Linked DNA regions of Mus musculus: region 2 is linked to region 1. A link is a contact called in public HiChIP or PLAC-seq data. All regions are on one chromosome and are shown on one strand. Each heading gives the region's core, a stretch centred on a gene start, on an enhancer-like site or on the middle of the called end of the contact. The rest is flanking DNA. Distances are from core to core; before and after follow the strand shown.

Region 1 (3,297 bases), core at 306-2,805:
AGCTCCACCAGGATATTTTTGTTGCTGTTGTTGGGTTTATTTGTTGTTTTTTTTTTTTAAAGATTTATTTATTATTATATGTAAGTACACTGTAGCTGTCTTCAGACACTCCAGAAAAGGGTGTCAGATCTCGTTACGGATGGTTGTGAGCCACCATACGGTTGCTGGGATTTGAACTCATGACCTTTGGAAGAGCAGTCGGTGCTCTTACCTGCTGAGCCATCTCTCCAGCCCGGGTTTATTTGTTTTTGAGATACAGAGGATGTCACAATGCTGACTGGTCCAGCCTCAAACTCAAGAGATCCACCTGCCTCTGCTTCCTGAATGCTGGAACTGCAGGGCTGAGCCACGTGACATGTCTGGCGGCTACCTATTTTTAGAAAACGTTCCTGTGACCACTGAGCCTACGTGCTTCCCCCACCCCCACCCCCACCGCGTTCTCTGCCCTTTGTCCACACTCTAGGCCTGCTTGTTATCTCTCTACAGGAGAGACCAAGGGCTCCGGGTCCTCTCCCAAGACTTGGTCCAGGGGAGACCATTACTGTTAAGAGAAAACACCAATGGTGTTTAGTACTAAGTGTCAGGCATGGCCTAAGGATGTAACACGCATCGTCTCATTAAACCCTCACTGTCAACTCAACCAAGGAGGTCCCAGCGAACCTTGTTTCCATTAAACAGACAAGGAAACTGCAGCGCAAACCATACCACAAAAATCCATCAGGAACTGACAGCCTCGCACACTTCTGTTTAAACACGTTTATTTCATCTCAGCACTGAAAACAACGCACCACAGCTCCCATTTTGTAAGGCTAGAAACAGAAGGGTTAGAGGCGATGCTGAGCAGATGTCACGAAGCCAGGCCAGCTCTGCAGGCTCCTGGACAGAACGCCCTCTAACCCAGAGGGAGAAGCGAGCCCGAACACGCCTCCCTTCCCTGGCCACCGCCCTCAGGGCCCCGCCAGAGGAGCCGAACCAACAGCTTCCCCGCCGCCGGCTTGGGGACCAGTGTCGCCATCGTCTGCCCCTCTTAGAGCCTGGCCAAACCCTCGTCCCAGAGCAGGCCTAGGCGAGCGCCACAGAGCCACAACCTGAGCGTGGGCCGAGCTGATGGAGCCCGCCGCCCCGCCTCGCTCGCCGCTGCCCAGCCCAGCCCAGTCAAGCCCAGCCCAGCCCAGAGCCCTCCATGGTTCCTCTTCCTCCTTCCTAGGTGGCAGCCCCCGCGCAGTTACCGGTTACGCTGCTCCTTGAAGAGCGCCGTGAGCGCGCGCAAGGCCTCCAGGTCCTGGATGGGTGCGGGCACCATGATGCCCGACAGCCGGGAGGGTGGCATCCTGGGCGCCGCCATCTTGCCACTCGCTCTGGGGCCGAGCCTGACCAGGCGGAGAGCAGAGCGAAGAGAAGTGGGGGAGACAGACGACAGGCGAGGAGATGGAGACGCGGTCTGCACGGCTCTGGCTTCCGCAGCCCGCGTCACCCAGATCCCGTGGTGCTGCAAGGCAGAGAGCGCGAGACTAGCTGGCTTGCCTCAGGCGAAGAGGACAAGGCGACGCGGCAGGGGGAGGGGGAGGGGGCGGGGCGGAAGTCCCGCCTGAGGGGAGGGGGCGCAGCGGAAGTCCTGCTCCTGCGTAGGGTGGGATGGGGGAGGTCTTCGGTCCCCACGGTGGGGAGACGTGGAGTAAAGACCCCGTCAGAGGACAGAATACTGAGATGAAGGGGTCGGGGTGGGGGGGGGGGGGTGGCCTGTAGAGTGTCCTAGAGAATGAGTGTCTTATCAGGGACAGATGCTTTCCATGAGCAAGGGCCACCATTGGTGGGGGTCCACTCATGCAGAGGTTTCCCTCTGGGGAAGAGATACCAGGCCGAAGCAGCGCCCCCAGAATAATGGATGTTGTCCCTAAGGAGACCTGGAAAGGAGGCCCCTGAGAGGAAGAGCAGGGATACAGGCCAGAGGTGTCACCATGGGAGGGGACCTGCAGAGGAGACTTACCCTCAGGGCATGTGTTGCTAGGCCAACCAGTTCTATTGCAGGAAAACCTGAAATGGAGACTCCAGGGGAGGGAATGCGAGGTTGAGGTGTTCCACTGAGGGAGACCTGAATCGGAGATTCCCACATAGGGAAAAGATGCTGGATACCTCAAGCCATGGAGGAAGACCTTGGATAGAGGCTCCTCATGGGAAGGGGACGCTGATCAAAAATGCCCCCTTGGGAAAGAAGTCTTTCCCAAGACTCCAGGAAGGAGGCTTCCCACAGAGAGAAGGCTGAGAAGAAGTACCTCCCTAAGAGGTGTATTCCTTTCTTGTTGCAATATCAAAATATGTGATAGAAGCAATTTTACAAAGGATAGGTTTCTTTTGGCTCACAGGTTGAGAGTACAGGCCCACGTGGTGGGGACTTGTGACACAGGGCTTTAGGCAGCTTGTCACATTGCATCTATTAAGCCAGAAAACAGACAGCTGGCTTTGACTTTTTTTTTTTTTAATCTAGACCATGGAATGCTATCACCCACACTGGGGGCAGATTTCCACACACTAACCTCATCTAGACAGTTCTTCACAAACATGCCCAGAGGGTTGTCTCTGGTGATTCTAGAACCTTGTCAATTAATACTATAGGGGACCCGGGGAAGAGAGTGGGTGCTTATCAGGAATATCCCCATATTGGGGCTGAAGAGCTTGCTCAGACATTAAGAGTACTCTATCTTCCAGGAGACCTGAGTTTATTTCCCAACATGTGTATGTAGGTATCCTAGATTTTTATTACTGTGAAGAGACACCATGACCAAGGCAACTCTTACAAAGAAATTATTTATTTGGGATTAATTCACACAGTTTCAGAGGTTCAGTCCATTATCAGCATGGCAGGAAGCATGGCAGCCTGCGGGCAGACATGGCGCTGGAAGAGCTGAGAATTCTACATCTTGATCCACAGGCAGCCAGAAGGAAACTCTATTCCACAGGCAGCCAGGAGGCTCTCTTCCACACACTGGGCAGAGCCTGAGCATAGGAGTCCCCAAAGCCCACCTCCACAGTGACACTCTTCCTCCATGAAGACCACACCTCCTAATAGTGCTACTCTCTATGGCCTAGAATTCAAATCACCACAGCGGGAGGGAGGGGCCCAGCAACCTGTAATTCTAGCTCCAGGAGATTTGCAGGAACCCACATGGCATACACTTACACAGATACAAATTAATATATATATATATATATATTTTTAAATGTATCCCCATATAAAGCAACCTGGGACAGAAGGCAGAGGAATATAAAGGAGGCCTCCCTAGAAAGAGACACATTGAC
Region 2 (3,371 bases), core at 686-3,185, 230 kb before region 1:
GCAGGAAGATCATGGGTTCAAAGCCAACCTGGGTTTCATACTGAGGCCCGTTTCAACATCTTTAGAATGAGAATAGACCAGCTGTCTTGTTGGCTCCTGACTAGGAACATAGGCCCCAGGGTTCACATTTCCAGAAAGACCTGTCTTGTGAACCTGGTATGCACAGCCTGTCTGGAGTCTACTGTTGAGTCTCTTTCCTCCCTGGCTGCTGTCACAGGGGCTAAACCAAGCCACCTTAGCATAGGACCCTGAGGGTGGGGAGACCAGGGCTAGGTGTGTCCAAGGTCAGAGTGTCTGAGACTGGATTTGAACCCAGGTCTGTAGGGCTCTGAGGTTCATGGTGCCTCCCAGCCTCTAACTAATACGGTTGCCTCTCTCACATTCGGTACAGTTTATAAGGGTTGAGAACCCAACTAGGGCAGTAGGTTGCAATTGGTCCATGGACCAGGAGATCCCAGGCCCTGAGCACAGGCTTCCTCTACAGCTTGGGTGCTAGTTTTTGCTTTAGTTCTGGGGATAGAGATGTGATGCTCTTGTAGGATGTAGATGTCGCTGCCTGGCTTGGCACTGCTCTAACAGCTCTGAGGCCAGCTTTAACAGGGAGAAAGGTAGGTAGATAGGTAGGTAGGTAGGTCTGGCCAGCCACCTTGTGACCTGTATGGAGGTTCAGTGTGTTCGTCATGATATACTCTTGGGTGCGGCTGGGCATGGACTTGAGGTATCCTTGGCTACTTGAGATCTTGGTTTTCCATCTGGGCGTGGCTCTAGAGCCCTTCTGGCAATTCCTACTGCGTTCACTTGACTCTTCACACTCCTTTAATTTACCTCAGCCTTTCCTGCCCACCTTCTTCCAAGTTCACACAGAACCCTGCAGCTCCCATAGCGGAGACCCTGACCTCCTGTTAGTAAGGATGACCCAGGGAAGGTTTTCCGGAGTAGGGTGACCCGAGATGCTTCAGAAGTCACCTCTATCAGTCTGAGGTTGAGGCAGAGACTGAGGGCTGGGCTGAGTCTGAACACCTTCTGGGAGGTTCACCTCTAGCAGGAAGTGCTGGGACTTTCCAAGAGCTGACCCTCCCCAGGAGCCAGATTTGTCAACCTGCTATCTCTGTGTTTCTGTGGTCAGGTAGACCAGGTTGGCCTGTGGGGAAAGGATGAATCTAAGCCACCGTAATGTTCCAGTAGACCGGAGTGCTGGAGTGGCCTTCTTGTGGACCAAGCAGGGCTGACATTCCCTTTGGTGACCCTGCCACAGGGTGGAGCACCAGATTAAGCCTGCCAGCTTCTCGGGGTGACCTTTTGAACCTTTGGATGGGCTTGAATGTACCATGGCCAAAGCACTGTGCAAAATGAGCGAGCCTGAGGTTGGTTGGGCAGGCAGGTGGTGTAGAGAGAGTGCTTGCCAGGGGCTCACAATTCTAGCTGCTATTTACCCTGTCACAGCTCTGGGACAGAGATGCATAGCATGAGGGACTCCAGGGACACAGCCCTGAAAATGCTCAGGAAGAATAGTGCTTAGATGTCTGTCCTCTTGCAGAGGGTGAGGTACAGGATAGATAGAGCTGGACAGCTTCCTTCCCTTCAGGCTGTGGCGCCTGTGGCGGCCATGCCTGAGGTTCTGCGTTTCCTTCCTGGCATGGTTGTGGTAGAGTATGTGACAATGACTCCACCTGAGGGAAGTCCTTTTGTGTGTGTGTGTGATAGCCCTGCTCCAGAGGCAACATAGGTTGGCGGCTTGTAGGTCAGTGATGCTTTCTGGACACCTCCCCCCCCCCCACACACACACAGACAGAGCAATGGGACAGGGTGTGTAGTCAGGGCTACAAGGCCAGACCCCTCTTCGCCTGTGCCTTCCAATGCGGGGACTCCTGTAGCAGGAAGGAACAGGGTAGCCACAGCTGCAGCGGGAAGGTATCAAGGAGGCAGAGACAAAGCCTTTGGTTTTATTGCTGCCAAGCTACTATTCAGCCTTGGACCAAACACAGCCCTTCTTTGAGCATCCTCTGGAAAATGGGAATAATGGGCTGCTAGCCAGGCTAGCCACTGGGATTGAGTGGCCCCCTTCCCAGGGCATTCATTCTGAGGCTGCTGACTGGGGAAGCCATCAAGGTCATGGGGAACATCCTAAGGTGAGGGATCATGGTACAGTCCCCAGGGGGCTTCTGACTCAGACAGGCCCCAGCTGTGATGACAAAAGATGTCAGGAATGGGCAGGCTCCTGGCTGAGGCTCACACTGCCCTGGGTGCTTGCTGTGTGGTCAGGCAGGCCCCACCCTCTCTAGGCTCTGTCTCCCACCTGATTCTGCATAAGAACTCAGCCCTGCCTTGAGGTCTGTCTGTAGAGAGATGGTGACTTGCTGTCCTCCATGTGTGGGACTTGGTCCCCAGACTCACAGCTCAGAACATACTCAGTATCCCAGGAAGTGCTGGCTCAGCCATCCAGTGTTTAGACTCCCAAACTGGCGGTAGGCCAGTGGGGCCTGCCAACTCCCTCCCACCGTTTACACCCACCTGTCCTTCTGTCCCTATGTCTCAGGTTGGTGTCTTGGCCAGCCATGCCTTCAGGGCACCTTGTATCACATAGGTTTTAAAGCAAGTGCCATGCTGGGCTTATGGGGGGGTCTCAGCACCAGTTGGGCTTCAGCCAGCCTCACAGCCTCGGGGGGGCCCTGGCATCTCTGAATGTGGCTGTCTCCATTTGTACTGTAGGAAGCAAAGAGTATGGGCCAGGGGAGCCACCTCAGCCTCTGTGCTGGGCCTGGCACACACACACACACACACACACACACACACACACACACACACACACGGTGTTTTCAAAGTGAGAACTGAGCAGGGTCAGACAGGCTTCTTGGAGGTGGAGGCACAGTGGACCCAGGAGTCCCATCTGACTGCTGGAGAGACAGGGTACCCTTCTGAGGGCAAAGACCTGATCCATTAAGGCCAGGACTTGGTATGTTATGTTGGGCCCTGCGTGCCAGGAAAGGCCCTGAAGTTTCTGAAGTCAGAGGTCAGTCAGTGAAATGACAGTGACCCCCATGAGGACTCAGTGAACCCATTAGCCCCCTTAAGCTCTTTGCCCATGTCGCCATGTGCCACTGGGTGGGCGTGGCTTTCCCATCTTCAACCACCCCAACCTACACAGGCTTCCTGCTCACCACCCCGCTTCTCCCAGACTGCCTTCTTTCTCTCCAGGGTGGGGTCCTGGGATGCCTGGCTGGAATGTTAGCTATGTGGAAGGGTGGGAAAGCCCTTAGCAGAATCTCTACTCTCTTGCCTGGGAACACCAGGAGCAGCTGAGGGGAGCAGTGGCTTGGAAAGATAGGAGCAAGTGGGGCCCAAGCTGGAGGGGAGGGACTGCCAACCATGGG

The links. HiChIP or PLAC-seq counts read pairs in DNA pulled down with a chosen protein or histone mark.
Region 2: an H3K27ac HiChIP or PLAC-seq map of extraembryonic endoderm stem cells shows a contact between it and region 1. The contact joins the enhancer-like site here to the promoter of Atxn10 in region 1. A contact is called at or near these places in 2 of 39 promoter capture datasets (embryonic stem cells and neural stem cells), 2 of 484 Hi-C or Micro-C datasets (embryonic fibroblasts and embryonic stem cells), 21 of 115 datasets of contacts at active chromatin or transcription factors (bone marrow-derived dendritic cells, bone marrow-derived macrophages, craniofacial prominence and 15 more) and 2 of 9 other capture datasets (adipose tissue and liver).

What each region holds. Positions count from the first base shown.
Region 1 is chr15:85,334,513-85,337,809 of GRCm38.p6, reverse strand. It overlaps Atxn10 (ataxin 10), which reads right to left and starts at 1,555. Exons shown (of 12, transcript NM_016843.4): 1 at 1,230-1,555. The coding sequence starts at 1,345.
Region 2 is chr15:85,568,440-85,571,810 of GRCm38.p6, reverse strand. The region is part of intron 1 of Wnt7b (wingless-type MMTV integration site family, member 7B); the gene reads left to right. Among named protein-coding and RNA genes, the nearest start is that of AU022754, 11 kb to the left of the region's middle. Within about 2 kb of position 1,935, at least 51 of the 459 cell types and tissues checked have an H3K27ac peak or open chromatin away from gene starts, as enhancers often do. A contact at or near this core is called in embryonic fibroblasts, embryonic stem cells, extraembryonic endoderm stem cells and 5 more, where this site is marked.